Linked DNA regions of Oryctolagus cuniculus: region 2 is linked to region 1. A link is a contact called in public Micro-C data. All regions are on one chromosome and are shown on one strand. Each heading gives the region's core, a stretch centred on a gene start, on an enhancer-like site or on the middle of the called end of the contact. The rest is flanking DNA. Distances are from core to core; before and after follow the strand shown.

The links. A called contact is a pair of places that touch in the nucleus more often than the background predicts.
Region 2: a Micro-C map of ear pinna shows a contact between it and region 1, with 4 times the contacts expected there. The contact joins the enhancer-like site here to the promoter of WWTR1 in region 1. A contact is called at or near these places in 3 of 6 Hi-C or Micro-C datasets (ear pinna, psoas muscle and an unstated tissue).

What each region holds. Positions count from the first base shown.
Region 1 is chr4:131,813,435-131,819,569 of mOryCun1.1, reverse strand. WWTR1 (WW domain containing transcription regulator 1) reads right to left here and starts at 2,505. Exons shown (of 7, transcript XM_008266317.4): 1 at 2,244-2,505; 2 at 1,383-1,863. The coding sequence starts at 1,813.
Region 2 is chr4:131,944,628-131,950,654 of mOryCun1.1, reverse strand. The region is part of intron 4 of WWTR1 (WW domain containing transcription regulator 1); the gene reads right to left. Among named protein-coding and RNA genes, the nearest start is that of TM4SF4, 50 kb to the left of the region's middle. Within about 2 kb of position 1,339, at least 5 of the 8 cell types and tissues checked have an H3K27ac peak or open chromatin away from gene starts, as enhancers often do. A contact at or near this core is called in ear pinna, where this site is marked.

The sequences.
Region 1 (6,135 bases), core at 1,256-3,755:
TCAGATTTAGAAAAATGTCATGTCTTGACATCACCTACCAGACTTCCATTAGCCATGCAGAAGTCAAAGCACTGAGCTCCTTGTCCACATGACTGTTCAACCCCAGGAAGACCAGCTTTGGAATAAATAAACGGCCATCAAGTCTGTTTCTGGATCTCAGCACCGCACCAACCCCAGAAACAAAAATGAACTCCTCCTTGCATAAGCTGTCAAACAGCTTTTGGAGGGGAAGGAACAAAAATTGGTCACCAGTCTGAGCCCCAGAGTTGGCTGTAATAAACCTCACCCATCTGCGTGTGTGCATGCATAGAGTTCTCTCATGGCAATCAAAGTGCCCCATATGAGTGCCAAAGAAGGACTTGAATAATATTTTTTAAGTGGGCCATCATGTTTTAGAACAACTTTTGAACGAAAGCTCTTCCACCAAAGGAACACAGGCGTTTAAATGAACTGTAAGGCAAGTTCCTGGAAGAGGAGTTTTTCTCACTGGCAGAGAGTGCAATCAAGTGCAGGCAATCCTGAACCAAGTGGCCCAGCTGGCACCATTTCCACCCAGGCCTTTGCTAGCCTGACCCTCCATGACCTCACTAGCTACATTTCAAGTTCCAACTTGGTTTCTCCTCAGGAATGTAATTATCGTAGGGTACCACAACGGAAACAATAACCTCCAGTGTTTGAGAATGTATTTTCCTGTAGGCTCTAATTAGAAAACTCGAACCTAACTTCCAACCCATTGTAACAGAAGGCTGGAACAAGGCTAAGGGCAGAAGCAGCAGGCTGCCGATGTGATGGTATTTTAGGTGACCCAGCGCAACCTCATAAAACTCCTGACCCAATTTCCACACAATTGATTAGGCCAGCCCACGGGGACTTCACCCCAGTTGCTAATTACATCACTGTGCTGTGTGGTCATTACGTCACCCTGATGGGTGCTGCACCCGGCTGCTCCCTTTCCCAGCTTGCTCCCCCTAGAAGCCAACGGCCCCTCCCGCCCTGAGCCTCCCAGCCTCTCTCTCACAGGATCCCCCTCCGTCCCGCAAGGCGCGAAGGCTCTGTGCTAGGGGGAACCTGTTTCAGTCCTCCAGATTCAGGGCGAAGTACAGACGTGTCCCGTGAGCATTTCCCCGCCACAATTTTGTTTTCTCCTTGGTTCTTCCAGAACGCCAATGAACCTTACCAGATTCTGCTCTGCCCCTGGTCCCTTACAAGTATGTCCACACCCAGACAGTCCATACATCCAGCCTTCGGGATTCGGGGGCTGGGAGGGGGCAAGATCCGTGGGAGGACACGCACCATCTCACACTCACACACGCACACACGACAAAGCGCGCGGGCCCTGAGGACGCGGGGATTCTGTGCCCCTCGGCTCCGGGTCGACTTACTTGAGGAAGTACTTCTGGCCAGTGGCCGTGTAGGCCATCTCCCAGCCCGGGGGCAGCGGCGGCTCGTCGGTCAGGTCGTAGGAGCGCTGGCAGAGGTGTACGTGCTGCTGCGCGGGACTGCCCGCGGCGCCCGCGCCGGTGCCCAGCTGCAGGGACGCGGGCGACGAGTGTGAGCGGACGTGCTGGGCGCCGCCGGCCAGCCGGGGCCCCGGGTGGCCGCCCGACGAGTCGGTGCTGGACTGGCGCGAGTGCGAGCCCGAATCCGGCTCCTTGAAGAAGGACTCGGGCAGGATCTTCTTCCGCCACGAGCTGGGCTTGGGGTTCATGACAGAGTTGAAGAGGGCTTTGAGGTCCGTGTCGAGGTCCTGCGTGACGTGGATCACTTGCTGCCCGGGCGGCGGGAGCGGAGGGGGCGCCGAGGCCGGATTCATCTTCTGCAGGGAGAAGGGAGGTCAGTCTCTTATCGGAGTTGGAGGACGGGCTGGGAGGAAGAGAAGGGAGAGGACGGGTCGGTGTCGGCCTCGGGATACCAGCCGCTCGGCCGGGTGGGGGAGGGGTCCCTCCTGACCTCGGGAATTATGCAACTTTCTTGAAGCAAAGAAGTTACCGGGAATAGGAGAAGGAAGGGCGGGGTGGGATTCAGGGTGGGGATGGCGGACGTTGCTGCACTGCTGGTGGCAGAGGATAGGGCGCAGCTTTCCGCGGCCGGCAGCCTCTGCAGCCCACCTCCCCCACCGCCCCCGCCCGCCCCCGGGAAGTCTCACCCCGAGCCAACCCCACGCCAGCCCGACTCCGGAAGGCAGAAGAGCCCGGCGCCCTGGACCCGTGCCGGGCAAGCGGGCGCGTTCCAGCGGGCACTACCTGGGCGCGCAGCGAAGCCGAGCCCGAGTGCGCGGCGGCCGCCGTCCCGCCCGAACTTGCCGTCTGGCCTCGGTCGCCCGGCTGCGTCCCGCGCGTGCGGAGCTGGAGCCGGGGCCCGACTGGCAGAAACCGAGCCGACTCGGTGCCTGGCAGCCCAGGGGCTTCGGCTCTCACATCCCCCGAGCTGGCCTCAGGCGCTTGCTCTCGGCGAGAAGGAGGCGGAGGAGACGCCGACAGCGCGGCCGCAGCAGCTCCGGGACTGTCCCATAAACAAAGTTTGGAGCAAACTCCCACCCCCAGGAAAGAGGCGGGCCCGAAAGTTGAGCTGTTGAATTATGCATGACCTGCAGGTCCTGAGCCTGCCTGCCTGCCCCCGCTCGCCCCTCCTCTTCCTCCTCCTCCCACCCCCGGCTCCAGAAACCCCTGGGCGTGTTGAGTACTTCACAGGGTAAGAGGAGACGGGTGCCCCCCACCCACTCCTCCCGGCCCGCGCGGACCTCTCCCGCGGAGCTCCGGATCTGCATTCCTTTTAGTTTACCACCGACTTGGGGCGGGATCAAAGGGAAAGTGGCCCGAACCTGTTTAATCAAGGGGTTGTGGACCGAAACCCAGGCTGGGGGTGGCGGAGGGCAGGCGGGTGAGGGGCCCAGGCTGGGGAAGGGCCGGTCCAGGGCGCTGCGCCTTCTCCTGGAGCCCGGCGCCCAGGCCTGCAGAGCACCCGCAGCGCCGCGCTGACCCACGATGCTGCCCGAGGGCGGGCCGGGGTACGCCCCGGCGCGGGGAGACTCCAACAAGGCCAGCCTTTCCCCGGGAGGCTGCTTAGCGCTTGTGACCATATTTGGTCTGGCGAGGAGGCATTTTGGCCGCTCGACTTTCGATTGTCTACTAAAGAGCGCGGACGGTGCCCCATAGAGTGCTGCTGTCGCTGGAGATGCGGCTTCGCCCACGGGTGGGGTGTAAACAAACAGCCTCCAAACCATTCACCAACCCTTGGTTGCCTCGATGGCTTGGCCCGGGCCGCTAGGGGCCGAGAAGAAAGCGGGTCAAAGCTGGGAGCTGCGAGGCGAGAGCAGTTGCGCCCCCCCCCCCCCCGTGACATCCGCGCGGTAGTGGGAGGATTGGAATGTCCTTGACGCCCTCCAGGGAGCCAGGTCCCGGCATGGAACCCGAGCAGGTGGCTGCGAGCAGAGAGGGGGTGCCGGTGACCCGGAAAAAGCCACCCACCCTCCCACCGACGGATCTGCGCGAAGGCTGAAGACCCCCTGCCCTTAGCCAGGGGAAGAAGGTCAAACCTGGCAGACAGCTGCGGGAAGTGGGAGGCGGTCGTGCCCTCCGGAGCGGCTTAATTCCTCCGCTCCCTCCTGCCCTTCTCCGTTGCGGAAAAACGGGAGGATGGCCGGGAGGTAGATTCCAGAAAGCCCCCACACCACCCTGTTGATTCAGATTGAAGTTTATTAAATAAATCAAATGAGGCAATATTTGTAAAACACCGCACAGCAGAGGGCAGGCTACCAAAGTGTTTGCTAAATTAAAATGTATTACATGCAGACATTGTACATCAACATTTTTATAAGGGTGAAATAAAGGGGGTCAGCGCTGTGGCATAGTAGGCTAAGCTTCCGCCTGCAGCGCGGTTCCAGTCCCGGCTGCTCTACTTCCAATCCAGCTCTCTGCTCTGGCCTGGGACAGCATTAGATGGCCCAAGTCCCTGGGAGACCCAGAAAAAGCTCCTGGCTCCTGGCTTCGGATCTGCCCAGCTCTGGCTATTGTGGCCGTTTAGGGAGTGAACCAGTAGATGGAAGACCTCTCTCAATGTCTCCCCTCTCTGTCTGTAACTCTACCTCTCAAATAAATAAATAAATAAATTTTTTTTTGGCTTGCGAATGCATCACATGTACAGACATCCCCGCAGTCCTCATCACATCAGCAGACAGCCATAAGTCACGTTTCACTTCCTGTTCCAAACCCATCTGTAATGCTCCGTGTCAAAGTCGTCGGCCAGCTCTGAGTCCTCCTCCTTGGGTGGGAGCTGAGCCCCAAGCTTGTGGAGCCAGGCCCGGCGCTGCTTGGCAGACAGGGTGTCCAGGTCCAGGGGCATCACCAGCATGCACCGTGGCTCCCTGCAGCAGATGTGAATGGTGGAGCCATCTTGCTTGACCAGCAGCACCCGGTAGAGGGGTAGAGGCGCGCGGGTAGGCCAGTGAGAGAGGCTCTGCTGCTGTGAGCCCACCAGGGGGACGCGTGCAGGCAGCGGGGCTTGGGGACAGCCGTCTTTATGGCAGTCTGCCACAGCAGGCTGCACACAAACATGATGGTGTTGGGCAGGCAGTGCCGGCTGGTACCCGTCAGCCATGACAGAGAACTGCCCAGCCGCAGGAACCTGACAGCTTGGTGACACATTCTAGGGGAGGGATATGCCTCCAGGCTCATGAAGAAGATCCAGGCCGTGGCTGGGCAGCTCTGACCTCATAGCCAGGAAGAGGCCACGGAGGTGACCAAGGCATAAGGGTGATGATGCAGCCCTCTCCTGATGGTACTCCAGGGGCCTGGACGGCCGTGCTTACCCAAGCAGGCTGCCCACAGCTGCCATTCTTCCTCAGAGCCTCGGGGACACGTGTAGGGGTCAGCTGCAGACCCTGCTGCTCCACCCGCGGCCGCCGCTGTCATGGATGAACTTCACTGGTCACATGGGTAGGACCAGGGACAGGCAGAGGGTCACGGCCCGTTGTGCACCCAGACTATAGCTGCGCGTTGCTCATGGCCTGCATTGTGCAAATAAAATCTTTTTAAAAGAATGAAATAAAGTCCAAATTAAACTCTGGGGTTGCCTTGAAGGAGAAGAGTTAAAGGGAAAAACAAGGTCACCCCTAGATTTGCCTTGGGAAAGGTGGGAGCATTTGGGAGCCATTGCCTGAAGGGTTGCATCCTGAGCAGGGGTCACGTCCCCCTTGTTTGTGCTTGGAGTTGTGCTCTGATTCAGTTTCTCACAGACCAGGAGAAGTCAGGGCTGTCACAGATGAAGGCAGGCACGGGGAGCACCTTCAAAGAAGCCTTCCAGGAGAAGCCTCTGGACTGGAGTGTTTTCCTTGCAGCAAGGTCTCTTCTTCCAGGACTAGCAGAGGGAAGGGGGTGCCACTCCAGGTCACGCCACGGAAAGCAGAATCTGCAAGCTATGCAACTAGAGGAAGTGGCCAGGACTGAATGGTTACTAATTCAGAAGTCTCAAGGCTGCCTTGATTTTTTTAAAAATGATTTATTTATTTATTTGAAAGGCAGAGTTAGAGAGAGAGAGGTCTTCCATCCACTGGGTCACTCCCCAAATGGCCACAAAGGCTGGAGCTGGGCCTATCTGAAGCCAGGAGCCAGGAGCTTTTTCTGGGTCTTCCACATGGGTGCAGGGCCCCAAATGCTTGGGCCATCTTCCACTGCTTTCCCAAGCACGGTAGCAGAGAGCTGGATTGGAAGTGGAGCTGCCTGGACTTGAATCAGCGCCCATAGGGGATGCCGGCGCTGCAGGCAGTGGCTTGACCTGCTACATCACAGCATCAGCCCCAGAGGCTGCCTTGATTAAAGATGGAAACTTGAGGCCAGCCCTGCTCCAGGAAGGTGAGAATCAGTTGGGATTGCATGGGCAAGGCTTCAGTCTTTATACCTTGCCACACTGCAAGAAGTAGATAGTAGAGGGCAAAGGAGTAGTCACAGAAGTAGAAATTGTCTTTTTTACAGGGTAATCCCCAGTGGCCAAGCAGCCTATAACATGCAATAGTATATGATTCAAGAGATTTGCTTTTGTCCGAGCCTTTCCAACAGTAGCTTCAGATTAAATATTTACATGGTCTCAGCATTATGGTGCATCAGGTTAAACAACTGCCTTGACACCAGCTTCCCACAT
Region 2 (6,027 bases), core at 90-2,589, 130 kb before region 1:
GCAGCAGTCAAAAAAAAAAAAAAAAAAAAAAAAAACAGTAAGGGCACTAAAGCAGGCTAAGCAAAGACAAAGACAAAAAACGGGCCCTGGGCTAAGTAAGCTCAAGTGGAGCCAGAGGGGCGACAGCTGGGCGAGGCACACGGAGGCCATGACTCAGGCCTCCGACTCTGAGAATGGGCAGTGCAGGGCCCAGACCTCAGCTCCTCTGGTGCAGGCAGGAGAATCAGCGCTAAGCTGCAGGCACAGCTGAGCCTCCTGCTTCGTCTCTCCTCTCCCATCCTTGCTCCAGTGAAGCATCTACTGACAGATGCTTCCAGTGTCCCCGCCATGTCCACCCACCCTATTCTGTGGAGCAAACCTTCAGTTTGCCAGACTCTCAGGACCTGGGGTGCTCTGCCTTGAGCTTACCCAGCCTTCCAGTTCCTGTTACACCACCTCATCCAGGATGCCTGCCCTGAACACCACAACCACACCAAGTCACTCCCTCCCACCTTCCTAGCCCTAAACTCCTAACTGAACGTGTCCAGCTGGTGTCTGAAACTCCGTCTGGTCCCAAAGCAGGATCTCGTACTAAGTTCAAGCTTTCTCTTTATGCCATCACTACCACCCAACCATGCTCAAAATCTGAGTCAACTACATCTCCCTCAGCCCCCAAAATCATTCATTCATTTGCACCTGCATTTAAAATACTACTGAGCCTACCACGTTCCAGGTACTGTCCTTAGCAGTAACTATTCGGCAGTTGACAAGGCAGACAGCGCGCTGACCTCATGGAGGATTCTAGTAGTGGCATCAGACCTTCACAAATAATGGAGTCAAAGATCCATCTCCCAGGCATCTCCATGCATCAAGACTCCTTTCCATCTGAGTGGCAGGCAGGACATCACTGCTTCTTGAGATATTCCCACTCATCTCCCTACCTCCAGCCAACACAGCTGTGCAAGGCTGCTCCCAGTCTCTGTCCAACGTTGTACTGAAGTCTTTTCAAAGAACGTGCAAAGCACAGCAGTCAGGATGGGCAGGGGACAAGGGGCCAACAGCCTAGGACGAAGTGGGGGATTATTTCACCAGCGCAGAGGACTCCAGGGGCACAGCATGCACTCTCACATGAGCAAAGGAAGAGGTCGTCTATCCCAGATTCGAGGCAGACAGGAAGGTCTTTCTGGTTTGTAGTCAGTTCAGTGGGGGAACTGGCTGCCTCTCACTTGTCTGGGATATCGGCCACTGGAAGTCTCAAGCAGTAGTTAAGGTTGCAATGCTGCTAGATATGTCCAGGGCAGGAGATGAACTGTCTTTGGAATCAGAAAGACAGGAGTTCAAATCCCAGTTCAGTATTTATATAGCTGTGGCATTCTGGGCTACAGTCTTAAGCTTCCTTGATAATTTGTTCATCTGGGAAAAAGATGGCTTGTAAGCGCTATCTTTTAAAGATTAGAAAGCTCGTAAAGAACACGGCACAGCGAAGCTGTCTAGAGAATGAGCTACTCATAATGTTCAACACATTGGGAGGTAGAGGCGTCACGTACTTGCACATTCTATTTCATTCCATTCCCATGACAACTCCACTGTCTCCATTTTCCAGATGAAGAAAGTAAGGACCAGAGAGACAGAGCAACTTCCCCACGATCCCTCAGCTAACCGGTGGTGCTGGGGGAGCCAGGATCTAAATCCAGGCCGTCTGGCCCGTGTGTCTGCTCCCATAACCACCACAATCAGTGCGGCAGAAAGAAGACAGCCAGGGAGGTTGACGCTGGCAGGCCTCACGTTCGCAGCCCTTTCACCTACTTTCAGGCTGCGAGGCTTGGGCAACTGACTCCGTTTCTCTGGCCTGCTTCCCCAGCTCTAAAATGGAAACAGCACACTGTTTCCCGCAGGCCGTGCAGAGGGAGTCGGAGGAAGCGGCCTGGTTAACTGTCCTGCTCGGCGTGGAAGCACACTGCCCGGACGCAGTCTATTGTACTTCTCAACGGACATGGGTGGAGCCGGCGCCCTGGGACCTCCCCGTGCAACACGCACGGTCATAAATGCCGATTTTACAGGCCGGCCTCAGGAGGATCTGCAAAGGCACCACCCCAACCCTTCCTCGCTCCCCAGCTTTCTGTTTTCTCTCTGTCCAAGCTGGGGATGGAAAGACCATTGCCAAATAAGGCCTGGAGGATCTCCACGAGTCTGTGGTCGTCTGTGTGGCTCAAAAAAGAGAACGCCTTCTCCTAGGGGCTGGGGCTCTGGCCGGTGTGTAAGCAGGACAGGGTGGCGCATGTGACAGACAAACGCTGATTGTGGGCGAAGGTGTCTCTGGAAGCAGTCCCCAGACCTCCCTTCCTCCCAGTTCCCCCCGGGGCCTGCAGCTGGCCTGAGGAAGAAACCAACAGAGGAGGTGAGAGAGGCAGTGGCAGCAGTGGAGCCTGCCGCAGCCCTGCTGGCCTTGGCTGAGGGAGCCCCTCTGGTTGCCAGCAGGCCCCTGCCCTCCCCGGGAAGGACTTCAAAGGGAGGCACATGACAATCGCCTCTTCAGGGGTGCCGGTGCAGTGCGTGTGGCCAGGGAGTGGACAAAAATGGGAGGCTGGATTGTTTTCATTACAAAGGGTGGAGTGAGCAGAAACAGAAGAAAAGGAAAAAATAAAGACAATGCTTCCAAATCCTAACGTTGCAAGAGTTATTCTGGTGCAGCATAGTGGCTGCACTCGCTCTCTCTCTCTCTCTCTCTCTCTCAAATCCCCAAGGAACTTCAGAGGCTGAACACAGAATGATCTACCTTGGGGCCAGCGCTGTGGCATAGCAGGTAAAGCTGCCATCTGCAGTGCAGACATCCCATATGGGCGCAGGTTCGAGGCCTGGCTGCTCCACTTCTGATCCAGTTCTCTGCTATTGCCTGGGAAAGCAGTAGAAGATGGCCCAAGTCCTTGGGTCCCTGCACCCAAGTGGGAGACCCAGAGGAAGCTCCTGGCTCTTGGCTTTGGATCAGCTCAGTTGCAGCCATTGTGGCCAAATGGGGAGTGAACCAGCGGATCGAAGACCTCTCTCTCTCTCTCTCTCTCTCTGCCTCTCCTTCTCTCTGTGTATAACTCTTTCAAATAAATAAATAAATCTTAAAAAAAAAAAAAAAAGAATGATCTACCATCTCTACAGAAGGAAAACCTTCCCCCACACACATCTCTTTCACTCTGAGCCAAGGGATTCTAGAAATTCAGGGTCCTATTTCAGGGAGCCTCTCTCTCCTGATTACCTCCTCACACACACTCAGCTGCCAGCCTCTCGCTGTAAAAGAGCAGTCAAAACTCGGATACTCTGGGGAGGATACGAGGTGAGGCCATAGCTAATACCCACCGCCTGTCTGCTGCTCTTTTCACTCCTGGTGTATTTAACAATGTTGTGCTGCATACACTCTGTCTCTGTTTTACAATCACATTAAGAACACATGATAATGTAGATACACTCTTATATAAATACTGCCAGGTGCAGGCATTGTTGCACAGCGGCTTGCTCGGGGAGCCCACACCCTGTATCAGAGTGCCTGGGCCCAAGACCAGGTCTGTTTCCGCTCCCACTTCCTGTCAGTGCAAAGCCTGGGAGGCAGCAGGTGATGGCTCAAGTATGTGAGTCCCAGCAACCCACTGGGTGAACCAGATGGAGTTCTAGGCTCCCAGCTTTGGCCTGACCCCATCACGGTTGTTGTGGCCATTTGGGGAGTGACCCAGCAGATGGAAGATCTCTCTCTCTCTCTCTGCCTTCCAAATAAAAACAAATAAATAAAACTTAAAAAGTACTAAGTGAATTTGAAATGGAATATTTCTCCCTACTTAAGTGATCTTGTTAACAACAGAAATAAGCTGTATTTCATTGATGGATCTCCACTTTAAAACTAGTTCAATTCATAACATTTTTCAAAGGGGTGTTTTTATTTTACTATCTATTTATATTTTTAAATTGACAAAATTGTACACATTTATCACATGCAATATGTTGTTTCAAAAAAAAAGAGAGAGACCCTGCACAAAGACGTGGCCCGGTACCAGTCCTCAACAACAAGGGACCATCAGGACACTGCCAAGTGGGTGACTTCTGGGGCCATCTTTGTGGTACAGTCAGCTGAGCTGCCACCTGCAACACAGGAATCCCATATCAAGAGCACCAGTTCCAGTCCTGGCTGCTCTGCTTCTGATCCAGCTCTCTGTTAATGTGCCTAGGAAGGCAGAAGATGGCCCGAGTGCTTGAGCCTCCGCCACCCATGCAGGACACCTGATGGGGCTCTGGACTCCAGGCTGTTGTGGTCTTTTGGGGAGTGAACCAACAGATGGAAGATTTCACTCTGTCTTTTTCTTTCTTTTTTATTCTGCCACTGAAATAAGTAAATATTCCAGGGGGGCAAAAAAAAAAACAAAGTGGAGGATTCCTGAGACTTCTGGGCAAGTAAAAGCCTTGAGTGAAGTCAGAATGGAAGATACGGGCCAGGGTTGTCTGGGTTACTGCTGTACATACAGTGCCTGGAACATCTGTTGAACAAATGAATGAAAGAATGGACTGAAATGGCCATACTGCTACCGAAGGAGTTACAGATTCACTAACCACTGGCTGACCTGGCCTCTGACACCCAAGGCCGGGAAGTGTTAGTGTTTTTTTCTTTTTGGACAGGCAGAGTGGAAAGTGAGAGGGAGACAGAGAGAAAGGTCTTCCTTTTCTGTTCGTTCACCCCGCAGTGGCCACTGCGGCCCCCACGCTGCAGCCGGCGCACCGCGCTGATCCGGAGCCAGGAGCCAAGTACTTATCCTGGTCTCCCATGGGGTGCAGGGCCCAAGCACTTGGGCCATCCTCCACTGCACTCCCGGGCCATAGCAGAGAGCTGGCCTGGAAGAGGGGCAACCGGGACAGAATCCGGTGCCCCAACCGGAGCTAGAACCCGAGGTGCTGGCGCCACAGGCGGAGAATTAGCCTAGTGAGCCGTGGCGCCAGCCCCGGGAAGGGCTTTTCTAAAAGCTAAATTTAAGACCCATGTTCTGAAGGGAAGACCAGGAAACAGCCACCATGTGGGCTTCATGAGGCAACACTTCTTATCCCTGCAGAGAGCTGATCTCCCCATGACACTTCCCCAGACCAGTGCCCCTCACAGTTGGGCGCAGCCCAGCAAACCCCAGGGATCTACCCGGGGAATCATGAGGAGAATCCTGCGGCCTCCTTCCGGTGGCCTCCCTGTTGCCCCGGCAACCAGAGGCCAGGCTGAGTCAGCGTTTTTGTCTGACAGGCTGCAGTCCCTGGCCCCCAGGCCCAGCTGAGGGAAGGCTGGGAAATGATGACGGTTTCCCAATAACGCGGGCTCAAGAAGGGGCTAGAGCCAAGGCTTCACCACTTTAGTCTTCCAGGCCCTGGAGGCCGACATGAAGTTCTTAAGGTTAAAATCTTCCAGGCAGCAGGCTCCAGCTCCAAAGCTTTATATTCAAATATACATAATATTTACATGACACAATAAGACACATGAAAGAAATCCTCTCTTCTGACAGACCCACCCATGTGTTTTCATGTCAAGGAAAGCTCTTTGAGATGTATAAACAGAAATCGAGAAGTCTGTTTCCCAATGTCTTACCAGTGACTAACATTTTCCATTTTATTTGGTAAAGTTGCAAACATGACTTTTAGGATACTGAGCAAACACTGTGCTGAAAAAGAACTCAGTAATTTATATTTTTAAACATTAAACTCTTTTCTACTAAAAAACTTCAAAGGAACAAAATTCTAATTTCCTTTTTAAAAATTAATATACCAGGAAGTAAAAAGAGATGCTTTCTTTGCTAAGATGCCACTTCTGAGGCCCCTACTGTGGCATACCAGGTTAAGCCACTGCCTGCAGTGCTTGGCATCCCATATGGGAACTGGTTCGAGTCCTGGCTGTTCCCCTAACGATCCAGCTCCCTGTTAATTTGCCTAGGAAAATAGCAGAAGATGGCCCAAATAACTGAGTCCCTGCCAACCATGTGGGAGACTCGGATGGTGTTCCACATTAGGGAGTGAACCAGTAGATGGATGGAAGATCTC